2 separate regions of the Mus musculus genome follow, and region 2 is linked to region 1. A link is a contact called in public Hi-C data. All regions are on one chromosome and are shown on one strand. Each heading gives the region's core, a stretch centred on a gene start, on an enhancer-like site or on the middle of the called end of the contact. The rest is flanking DNA. Distances are from core to core; before and after follow the strand shown.

Region 1 (5,995 bases), core at 2,968-5,467:
GAACTGTGTAAATCTGTTCCCCAGATGGCCTCATCATGGCATTCATGCCCAGGAATAAGGCTGCTTCCGTGAGGAGGTGCCAGCTCCCTCGTCTCTGAGGTCACTTCTCAGCACACGTTCCCAAATGTGGGTGAGGTGGTCTAGTCACTGTTTTCCAGACAAGGCCAGAGTGTGGTTACAAAGACTACATTCTCAGGAATTCCAGCCCTGCCATCCAAGGGCCTTGACACTTCTGGGGCCCAAACCCTTCCTCACGTCTTGTCCAAAGGCTTGGAGCCTGAGAAGGAGACTGGGGAAGGAGTTCTGTTCCCAGCCAATAACCCTGGGCAGCTCAGTCAGAGCCACCAGCAGAGGGACGTTCAATCACCAGGCACACATGAAGACACTCTTTATGCCTAGAGCCTTGTAGTCTCTACCTCACAGAGCTCAATTCCAAGGACAGAAGTTCATGCTGAACCAGGGAACAGGACAGTGGGAGTTCCCAACAGGCAACAACAAGATGCTGAGCTCAGCATCTTTCACACCAGCAGTTCTGGGTACCAGCCCACATGAGGTGACCCTCACCTCAGAGAAAAGGATTAGTCATATCAAGGAAGCTAAGACATGAGTGGCCCTGCCAACACTCAACTCCAGTGCAGTTGAAGGCCATAAGACCTAGAATGCCTACCTGGGCTGTCCACTTGGCAGTCCCTAGACAAGACAGTGTACATTATCCGTGTATCCTGTTTAAGACGTGTCCCTGCCTGGGATCTGGGATTTCATTCATTCATTCATTCACTCAATGCAAGCCACTCTACTGGGCAACAAGGATTTAAAGATTGAGCATAACAAATATGAGTCCCTGTGCTCTAAAGGGCTTAAAATAGAGCAAGGATGGACTGTAATTCTAGTAGAACACTCACACGGTATGTGAGAAACCTGGGTTTGACCCTTAGGACTGCAAAAACAAATAGCTAAGTATTACTGTGGCTTGAGGACCAGGCCAGCAATGGCCACATACGATCAGCAAGGCTGGGGTGGTACCCAATCTGTGGGCAGCTAGAGAGTGGAGATTCTCAGGTGCATCTCACATCCTTCATCTGTCTCTGTCCATCTCCACCAAAGCAGACTTCCTGACAAAGCAGGCTAATAGCATGAGCCTACCACCCCTACCTGCACAGGTGAGTATCTGGAAGGTAGGTAGAATTGTCCAGTCAAGAAGACAGAAGGAAAGGAGATAACCCTCTATACTCACCAGGGCACTACGGTATCACCCCAGGAGACATTGTGGGGTGCTGGGCTGAGCTGAATGGCAGGGGTTTTCTCAGGGTCGAACACTGTCACCATTCCCTTGTTCCCTAACAGGGCACTATCGGGGTTCTAGGTGTGTGTTCCTTAAACTAATAAGATTTTTACCAATGACTCTCCCAAGGCCGCAGGGCTAGTACGCAGAGGATTTGCGTTGTGGTCTGGCTCACCGCAGAATTTAACAGACACAATTCAACCCATCCCCCAAACAAGCCAGCATTTGTTGTTTTTCCTAAAAGAGCCCACAATGGTCCCCAGTGTACGGTGCAGGCTTCTAGCCAGGCTCCCTGCCGAGGATCGAGAGACAAAATCATCAGAGTCCCCAACCCAGCCATGCTCCAGCCTCTCTCCCGCCCTCCCCTGCCTGCCTGGTCTCAGCCCACCTGTCCACAGACAGGAAGTCCCTCCTGCCTCCAGGAAACTCACAGAAGAGCTGGAGGGAGCTGTCCTCACTAGGTCCAAGTGGGTTCACTGGGGTCTGGAGAAGGAAGAGAACTGGATGGGGATTCTAGGTCCTGGTGGCCCATGGGCCTCCGCCTGAACTGAAGCGAACCCTTCGAGCCTCTTCTCTTCACACCTTGTGCAACTGCCCCGGGGACTGCCATAACAGAGAATTGAGGGGGCAAGCCAGATCTTGCCCCAGATAACTTGACTGACCTGAAGAAACCCCAGGTGCCCTTCAGAGAATCAGGCAGGGGAAATGGGGTGCGTGGGAAGGTGAGTGATTACCATCTTCCATTTCAGGGGTGGGGCGGGGCCACCTACTTGGGGAATACAGCCTTGTTGTTTAGCCATGATGAGCCCCTGCCTATCCCAGGGACACCAAGGGTCAGGCAGGGTAACAGGTAGGTCCAGTAAAGCCAGGACATCTCTGAGAACCCGTGAACCTCAGCTTCATTCTCTGGCTTCCAGCAAAGACTCTTCTCGTACACTCATTCTGAAGCTAGTCTTTAAATTCACTCTGAAATGAGGCCCAGGGAAATTTGAGAAATGAACCCGTGGCCGTGTGGTCAGTCAGGATGCGCATTTGGTGCCTCTGACTCGTTACAGTTTTGTCTTTGATCTCCACTTAGAGCTTCTCTGTTCACTGTGCCCAACATCAGGATCAGCAATGGAGACACTGTGTGGGGGAGAGAGGGGTTATATGAACTTCCCTCTAGAACCCAAGTAGATGAGTGGTTGGCGGAGTAGGACAGTGAGTGGGTCATTATCGGATAGTTGCATCCGTGAGTGGGTGAGTGGACCAGTCACTGGATGAGTGCATCGGTGTACAGAAGAGTGGGTCGGTGAATAGATGGTTACATCAAGGACTGCACCAGTGAATGGGCAAGCAATGATGTCACATGGATAATGATACGCCTCGTGAACAAGTAGAAGCAGAGTGAAATGGCAGACACGTGGCAGGTGGCTAAATGGCTACTTGGTCAAATGGCCTTTTGGAGAGATGTAACACGGCTTCTGAGAAATTAGGTGGGTCTTTGGGATCCAGGCTTATCCAGAAGAGAAGCCGTAGAGGTCTGATAAGAAACCAGACTCTGGAGGCCCCAGGACCCTGTACAGTCGTACCACAAACACTCAGTGACTGACTGGGTCAATCAATCATTGGCAGGTTTTTGAGAGATCCATTGCTTAAGAGGACCCTGAGATTGACCTGCTGACCCCTAGCAGGTGGGAAAAGAAGAAGGACAGAGCCATTGACCCTGATGAAGGCAGAGGTGGGGACTGGGTCCTGGTGAGAGGTGGTCAGTGCTCCAGCCCCGCTTACCTAAGAGAGAGGATTCAAGATAGTATAGAAATGGCTTGCCCAGAGGTCATAGTTAAGATCAGGGAGAGCCACCAGGTCTCTGTAGGCTGTGAAAGGCACACAGAGAAACCCCTGCACCCTGCATCCAGACCCAGGCAACTCTGTGGGAGAAACTGAGGCAAGCAAGGGGCCCGCCCATACTGACTGGCCAGTTGGTCTCTGAAGCACAAGTTCCAAGTTCTGTTCAGCTCTCAGACAAAGGTTGATGTGGTGAAAATGTCTGCTACCGATAGTTCTACAGTCTTTAGCTAGGCGACGCATTAAAGTAACAGGAGACAGATTAAGAGAAGTCATATTCCACCAAATATTTGCACGTGGTCGCACAAAATATGAGACTCGAACATCACATGACATTGAGTTTACATGGTGACCTGAGCTCCAGAAGAAAATCAGCCTTCAGGGCGTGCGGGAGACAGCCACCCACCCTGCAAGGCAGAGGCAGAGCTGCAGCGCGAGCAGCCCTTGTCTTGTTAAAAAGAAAGTCTCTCTGATCATAACAGTCTGTCGAGCTCCATCTAGGGTAACTGCCAATGTTCTTCCTTGATGGCCACCAATTTCTCTTACGAAAGAGCAGGTTCTCAGAGCCACTCCTGTGCCTGCAGTCTCTCAAGACATGCCAGAGGAATCTATCTAGGGTGGCGTATTCTGGTCTCCTACCCCTCATGCTTTGAGTGACGTGTCATGACCACGACATCCTTGGCCCGGGTGTGGTCTGGCACATTCTCTCCAGTAGTGAGCTGTCGGGACATATTGTATCATGCAGTAGGCTAACAAAGAGTTTGAAGGGAAGCAGAAGTATGAGGTGCCCAGAAGTCTGATTGACAGGTGATACCCTCTCCTATGCATTGATGTTCGGCTTCAGCTGCCTATTATGGAGAAAACCTCAAAAGGGACGGAGGGACAGCTCACAATCCTAAACTGGGTCCAGGGAAGCCACCGACGACAAATACTGTGCTCACCCTGTCCTGGGACCAACTGAGCAGGCTCATTAAGTTTCTGTTCTCGAATGAAGACTTTCTGGTGCCTAGCATCCTTTCTGGAAAACGCCACAGAGGCCAGTTGATGCTTGAGGCAAGGCAATTCTGCAGAGGAAACTTTAAGGCAAGATGAAGCCTTTGGGGCTGGCAGGGACCCTGGGAGGTGGCGTGTGCCCTCTGGTGGTCACTTTCCACACAGGCTGACCAGAGTTTCCCTATTCACATTTCGGGTAAGGTGGTGGGTTAGAGGCTCTGCCTGGTGGGTTAGAGGGCTCTGCCTGCGTGTGATGGATGGGGTGAGTCAAGAAAGCAATGAGTATACTCCACTCAGAGATCTAACGAGCAGAACATCAGCCATCACAGGCGAGGTAGGACAGCCGAGAACTGCAGACGGCATCTCTAGCTATGTTCACACCCTTTAATATCTAAACAGCATAGGCTGGACTTGGGGGGTGGTTATATTTTTTAAGTTGGGAGAGTATAGAGACTGGAATGTGGATCTTGGAGGAGTTAGGGGGATGGAGAGAGAGTGATCATTGTAAAAAACACAAAAAATACATGTATGTATGTATGTATGTATGTATGTATGTATGTACTCAATTCTCAAAGAACTAATAAAAAAGTAACATTAAGAGTTTCCTACAGAAATCCTCAGCCAGGAAAGGGTGAAATGGTATATTTCAAGATATCAGAGGAAATAACCATCAACCAAGATTGCTGTTTCTAGAAAAGTTATGTTTAAAACTGACAGAGAAATCAGACCGTTTCAAGACAAACACAAACGGAAGTGAGTCACAAGCATGAAGACAGCATTGCAGAAAATTCGCCAAGGAACCTTGAAGACAGAGCAGGGATAAAGACGATCTTGATTACGAGAGCACAAGAATCCATTCCAGGAGAGAGACAAGTGAGCACGGAACTGTGAAACAACCCGTCATGCCCAACACTGCAAAACGCCAGTCTCCTACTACGAATAGGAGAGAAGGAGACTAACCAGCAGTCCAGCCAACCAGAACACAGTCGACAGGATTCGAGCAATTAGCAAGCCCTTGTCCATGATAAACCTAAATGTAAATATCTTAATTTGCCAGTTAAAAGATGCAAACTAGGGGCTGGAGAGGTGGCTCAGCGGATAAGAGCACTAATTGCTTGCTCTTCCAGAGGTCCTGAGTTCAAGTCTCAGCAACCACATGATGGCTCACAACCATCTGTAATGGGATCCAATGCCTTCTTTTGGTGTGTCTGAAGGGAGCAACTCACATGCATTAAGTAAATAAAATGCAGACTACCTCAGAGGTTTCAATACACGGTTCTCTGTTCTCACCAAGAAAAACACCTCACTGGCAGAAGAAACAGAGCAAAAGGATAGAAGTAAATTTACATAGTAAATGGAAGGTTTTTTAAAATGCTGGCAGAGCCATTCTGTGGCCTGACAGAGTGCACAGCAGACCATATTAGTCCACGGATACAGAAGGCCACTGCCCATCAATAAAGAGAATGACCAGCACTGGGGCCCTCGTTTCATGAAAACAAACACTAGCAGAAGTAAAGAGGCCATCAATGTTATTACCGAGAGTGAACTCTGAATGCCACAATACCAACCTTCCAGGCAAGATGTGCCCACTGGTGAGATATTGGCATGAAAGCTTTGGGGGTAGCCAACTGCTTTTGAGTTGGATTTGAGGCCTGCCCTACTGATGGGAATTCTGTGCCTGGTGTTGCAAATCTGGTCAAAAGCTCATAGCTTAGAATGCCATAGGCCCCCCCAAAAAAGAGAATCTTTTATTAATTGCCTTGCTAAGCATATACCAAATTGCCCTCTAAATATTTGTTTTTATATAGAGAGACTAGTGCTGCCCTCAACCTCGGCCAGAAAGTCTTCTTTCAGCAGTGCTCAGCAGTTGGGACAGACTCATTAATGGTCAAA
Region 2 (5,896 bases), core at 2,399-4,898, 570 kb after region 1:
AATTGATTTCTCAGTGTTCTGGAGAGTAGAATATTCAAGATGAAGCTGTCAGAAAGGCATGCTGTATTCTGAGGTCTCTTCCATTGGTGGGCAGACAGCTGCCATATCACTGTGTACCCTTTGTCTCCACACATAGGAAGAGGTGAAGGGCAAGCTCTCTGGTGGATTTGGAAGTGTCTCTTAGCAAAGACATTCTGTATCCTTTCATAGCGTGCCTTTGTTGTTCTGCTTGGTTTTGTTGGTTGGTTGGTTTTGCTTGTTTGCTTTGTGAAGCAGGGTGGTGTGTTGTTTTAACCAGCCTTGAACTCCTGGTTCTCCTTGTCTCCTTGGGACTACAAGAGCACACCGTCTCACTTGGCCATTGCCCAGTTGTCTTGTGTTTTAATCTTGCATTTGGGTGTGTGTGTGTGTGTGTGTGTGTGTGTATGTTTATGTGTGTGTGTGTTTGTGTGTAATTCACATCTCCCCAATTATATTAGTCATCTATTTTTACGTATTTATTTTTCCATTAAAAAGGGACTAGAGGTGTCACCTTTAGCATCTAACCCACAGTTGAGTTTTTTTGTTTGTTTTTTTTTTGTTTGTTTGTTTTTAATTCCTGGTCTGATCATTTTTAACAGGGCCACCATCTGACTCTGGTTCTGATGATCTCTTCAAAGTATGTATTACACCTTGGTCTGAGACAGGGTCTGTCTATGTAGCCTTGGCTGGCCTGAAACTCACTATATAGAGGAGGCTGGCCTCAAACTCAGAGATCTCCTTGCCTCTGTCTTCTGAGGGCTAAGGTTAAAAGCGTGTACCACCACCACACCCGGCCCGGGAGGTGCTTGGTAAGCACATATTACACTACAAGCAGTCTGTGTGAACGAAGTCTTACAAAATAGTACTGTCTCATTTCAGGTAGCACTTGAACCTCCTTCTCTTCTCTCTGCTCTAGATCTTACTCTCTAGACTACAATCCCTAACTTCAGTTTGCTATTTATGTGCCAACGATTCCCAGGGTGACACCTCTAGTCCCTTCTTTCTGTTGCCTCCCTATCCTCTGATACTCAGTGATTGACTTCACACCCCCACCCAGACATCCAAAGATACTGAGAGCACGTTTTGTCCTAGGTCACTATGTCTTGCCTTTACCCTTTCTAGAAGGGCTGGTGGTCTTCTCACATAGCCATCTCGGGGGATATACCACCCAAGGCTTGTGTAGGTCAGAAACTTAGGGGGCTTGCTTTACCCTGTCCTTCCTCCTTCCTCTCCTTCCCACCCCACTCCCAAGTCCCGCTCCTACCAGGTCTTACCCAAGGTGCTGTGTCTTCCTTCCTGGGGTCCTTAAACTCTTTCTGCCCCTCTGTTTTCTCCTCCACACTGCAGCTAACTCAGTTGTTTACAGGGAAAACAGATCATGTTGGCTGCCAGCGACCTTCTGCTCTCAGATCTTTTGCTGCCTGTGTTGTTGAAGCTACAATCCCAGCGTTCAGCGGGCAGAGGCTGGAAGGCTGAATTTGAGGCTGGGCTGGGACGGTGACATGGTGTGAGACACCAAACACTAACCAACCGACACATGTTCTTTGCTTCTTGTTCAGGGAAAAGAAAATCCACAAGATCCTCACCTAAGCCAGAGGCCTTCCGTGGGGGATGGTGCCTCCTTTCTCAGCCTTTCTGCTTCTCTGACCCCAGCCTCTTACCTGTCATGGTTGCTCTCCTATGTCCTACGAGCATGCCTTGGTTCTTCCAGGCGACAGGTTTCCACGGGGGCTTTGTAGGTACTGCTCCTTCCACCTGCAGTGTTCTTTCCTCTTTCTTCCATTTATTTATTTTTGGTTGCTTGCTGGTTTTCGGTGCTGAGAACTTAACCCGGGGCCTTGTACTTACAAGGCAAGCCACCGAAATAAATCTCCAATCCATGTACCTGTCTTCCTTTGTCTCCCAGCTCAGTAGCCAACTGATTGCCACCCTTCCCACCTCCGCAGAGTTCTCTACTTCCACCCAGGAGAATTTGACCCCCCACCCAGGACAGCTTGACCCGGAACTGGGTCCCTGTCCTGCAGGACATGTCTCTTGTTCTGTACTGCTCTCTGATAATACCTGATGGTTTTACGATACTTGATTCCTGCATTTGATGTAAAAGCCTGGTCTGGGTTTTTTTTTTAGTAGCTACACTATAGACCATAGGCTCTGTGAGAACAGCTCCAGATCCTCCATGCAGAGCCCAGCAGGTGCTTGGAACATACTATGCACTTGGTAAATAGATGTAGCGTGAATGAATAGAACTATAAGAAAAAAAAAAACCTCTCACCGGGCCATTTCCTGGAATTGCATTGAGCCTGTAAATGGCTTGCAAAGAATCCTCTCTGTGCTAAGTCTTCCCCTCTCTGCTGCATTCCTTTTATGAGTATAATTAGTTTTATTGAGGACAAGAAATCATGACCTGTGAAGCATGGCAAGCAAGTTGTGTTTAGCTTAGAGGACAAGAAACTTGGGAAGAGACTTTTTTTTTTTTTAATTTCACTTAAATACTTGAAGGGAAAGAAATTAGCCTTGTTTGATGGCCCAGGGAGAAGTTGGATTTGGTGAGGGAAGTTGGCAGGGAGGCAGATTTGGCCTGAAATAGAACTGGTGGGCCACATGGGTTGCTTGCTTCTCCAAGAACACGAAGAATAGCCTGGAATGTCCAGGTGCTGCCCGCTGGCCTTGGCCCCGCCAGTCTTCTGCTTGCCTCGGCGCCACCTGCTAGCTCTTATTATGTGGTCTGGGATCCACAGGTCTCAGAGACTTAGACCCTGGAAGAAAGCGTGATAAAGATCAGGAGTGAAGAGAGGGATCCCTCAGAGGTGACCTGAGGCACCGGGATAGGAGCAGAGACTTATTGCATGAATGGTCAGATCTGTGTGTGAAGAGTCCCACAAAATCTCTCCATCACTCGCCAATGCTCCTGTGTCTGTGTCTCTCAGAGACTGAGACCCAGAGCTGGTGCTGGGGTGGGTGTGGAGGGGGCGGGGTGCTTTTTGTTGGTTTTTCAAAGCGGAAACAGACTTTCTGACTTTTCTACCCTGAGAGTCACTTAAGCTGAGCTTGGTCACCTGCTCGCAGAAAACCATTAGGGGATTTAAGCATCCGGTGGAGACTGAACTTCCTTTAGAGTTGCTTTGGCCCTGGAGGGCTCTGGTTCGTCACACCCAGTCTCCTGGCCCCTTTGAGGCAGCAGCAAATGCTTCCTTGGGCACAGCTACTCATTGACACAAGTAGAAACATCTTATCACATATGTTTAGGACCACCGAGTGGAGAAGATGTCAAATGGCTGGGCTCTTTTTAATTGACCTGCTGTGTTCAAGGTTACTTCCCCCTCCCCACCCCCAGACAGGGTTTCTCTGTGTAGCCCTGGCTGTCCTGGAACTCACTCTGTAGACCAGGCTGGCCTCAAACTCAGAAATCCACCTGCCTCTGCCTCCCAAGTGATGGGATTAAAGGCGTGTGCCACCACGCCCGGGGGTTACTTTCTCTTTTGGGTTTTTGGAGGCACAGCCTAGCATCTACTGGTGCTTGAGTTGCAGGGAGGGAAGGCCTGAGTTTCAGACACTGACTGACAGTTCAACCAAAGCTATTCCAGTGTGGTTATTCCAGGGCAAGGGAAGTGAGCGGGGAGCGGCTGGGCTGCGAGCTGCAGTGCTGGGGAGCTTTGCAGGGAGGTGAAGCAGGGCTGTGGGTGGAGTCCTCCGAGGAGTCCTGGGTGAGCATGGGACCTGTGAAAGCCATCCTGGGGCTCGGGTCCTTGTGGCTAGTAAGCTTTATGGGCCTTTCAACAGCTCTTACTGACAAACTGATAGCAGACAAACACTGCCAGAGGAGATCCTCTCAAGTTTGTTGACTCTGGGGCCAGAGAGGCTGTCAGCACCATGCGTATTAAAGCAGAGCTTCATATTCCTGTTTTTGTTGTTGTTGTTGTTCTTCTTCAGTTGTAAAGAGGGGTGTGTGTGCAAGAATACAAATTTGATCTTATTTATATTCTGTCTATATAAGACACATCAAATATAGATGATATAGGCTAGGTCATGGCTTTTGCAGTAACCCAAAGCCCCCACATGCCCATGGCTTTTAACAGCACAAATGTGTTTTCCCACACTGCTCTTCGGCTGGCTGGAGCTCTGGCTCATGTGTCCTCATTCCTGGAGACCCAGGGACCCATACCTATGCCAGGGATAAGGGACCAGAGCCCGTCACACATTGTCTTTTCAAAAGATATCTGCTCATTTTCTATCAGCTTCAGCCACTGTCATGAGCTCAGCCTCCTATATTTAGTGTACTGTAGCCGCGCATGTGCTCAGGCGCATCAGAACTCCAGGGAGCAGCAGAGGCTCTGAGCACCTTTAACAAACAGAAGCAGTTTGTGCCGTTACTGATCTAATCTTCACTGATTAGATGAGAAGTAACTTTTTTGGGTAGGAAACCTAGGAGTGGGAATTGAAACCAGACTCTTCTCTCTATAATTTATACCTCTTTGTATCTCTTCAAAGCCAGCGGCAACCACTGTCCATAGGCAGGGCCACTCCCCGTGCAAGGACTCCATTATGCTTGAGAACAAAGCCCCCAGGTGATTAGGGAGTCACCAGGAACTGGAAAGTGAAAAGCAGACGCAAAAACAATGTTACCACAACATAAAATGCACAGAAACAAAGTAGTTGACATAAAAACACTGAGCCAAACTTCAGGAAGCTGATCCCTAATCCCACTTCTACTGACCCAGGGAAAATAGGACCCCTAGCCCAGAGGCTCCAACCTGCTGTGGGGGAACATGCAGGTGGCCTGGCTTCCCTAAAGGGACTGGTTTGGCCCCTTGGGACCTGTCCTGGGCCACGTGACATTTCCACTCCCACTGAGGAGAGGGAAGCTGTAGACCTGACTCGCATCAGCCTTGAGATAAAGAATACCTTAACTCTGACTCTTGGGTTGGAAATAGCTTGTCTTAGACAGTTTACCTGATGCCACTCAGTGTCCTGGAAATATAGACTCCACGTTTTTGTTATCAGCATCTGTCTGCCTGTCTGTGTTCCATTCTTGAGGCATAACCACCTCACCTTTAGGTGTTAGTCCCTAGAGTTGCCCAGAAGAACAACATCCAGAATTGGTCATCCCTGCCAGAGGACCCTTATTGGGATCGTGTCTAACCCTGTTCTCCCTCTGGCTAATGGTTTTCATGGGCCAGGTCCATCACATTCTTGGGCTAGTTGAGGCCACATGCCACCGAGTGGAGCCTGGACTCTTCAGTTCTCATAGTTTGGCTTTATGCCCCAGACTGAGCCAAATCCAGACTGAGGATGCCCTGGACTAGTGAAGGGAGCCTAGGGCTCTGTGCCTGCTGTGACTTTCCTCTTTTCCCTTTCTCTTCAGGAGCTTGAGCGCCTGAACCAAGTGCTGGAGGCCGAGAAACAGCAGTTTGAGGAGGTGGTGCAAGAGCTGAGAGTGGAGCAGGAGCAGATCAAAAGGTGATGAAAGATCCTGGGAGGGGTAATGGGGGGATGCCCTGGCCCTGAGAGGGGCAATGGGGGGATGCTCTGGTCCTGGGAGGAGTAATGGGGGGATACCCTGGCCCTGGGAGGGGTAATGGGAGGATGCCCTGGCCCTGAGAGGGGCAATGGGGGGATGTCCTGGCCCTGGGAGGGGCAATGGGGGGAGGCCCTGGTCCTGGGAGGGACAATATGGGGGATGCCCTGGCCCTGGGAGAGGCAACTAAGTGGGGAAATACCCTGGTTCTGGGAGGAGCAATGGGGGGGTGTCCTGGTCCTGGGAGGGGTGTTGGGGTGCACTGGTCCTGGGAGGAATAATAGGGGGATGCCCTGGCCCTGGGAGAGGCAATGGAGTGGGGAAATACCCTGGTTCTGGGAGGAGCAATGGGGGGTGTCC

Evidence for each region. Hi-C and Micro-C count contacts between places; a contact is called where the count stands out from the background.
Region 2: a contact with region 1 is called in a Hi-C map of the Ba/F3 cell line, with 4 times the contacts expected there. The contact joins two enhancer-like sites. A contact is called at or near these places in 4 of 15 datasets of contacts at CTCF or cohesin (the NIH/3T3 cell line, embryonic stem cells, large pre-B cells and 1 more), 58 of 484 Hi-C or Micro-C datasets (the 3T3-L1 cell line, B cells, the Ba/F3 cell line and 32 more), 6 of 115 datasets of contacts at active chromatin or transcription factors (astrocytes, embryonic stem cells, fibro-adipogenic progenitors and 2 more) and 3 of 9 other capture datasets (adipose tissue, liver and pancreatic islet).

What each region holds. Positions count from the first base shown.
Region 1 is chr12:80,137,439-80,143,433 of GRCm38.p6, forward strand. No RefSeq gene overlaps it. Among named protein-coding and RNA genes, the nearest start is that of 2310015A10Rik, 7.6 kb to the left of the region's middle. Within about 2 kb of position 4,218, at least 24 of the 459 cell types and tissues checked have an H3K27ac peak or open chromatin away from gene starts, as enhancers often do. A contact at or near this core is called in the Ba/F3 cell line, where this site is marked.
Region 2 is chr12:80,711,838-80,717,733 of GRCm38.p6, forward strand. It overlaps Plekhd1 (pleckstrin homology domain containing, family D (with coiled-coil domains) member 1), which reads left to right. Exons shown (of 13, transcript NM_001177503.1): 7 at 5,384-5,478. It overlaps Gm51986 (a long non-coding RNA gene), which reads right to left. Exons shown (of 3, transcript XR_003950208.1): 2 at 4,490-4,608; 3 at 2,403-2,777. Among named protein-coding and RNA genes, the nearest start is that of Gm51986, 4.6 kb to the right of the region's middle. Within about 2 kb of position 3,649, at least 11 of the 459 cell types and tissues checked have an H3K27ac peak or open chromatin away from gene starts, as enhancers often do. A contact at or near this core is called in the Ba/F3 cell line, where this site is marked.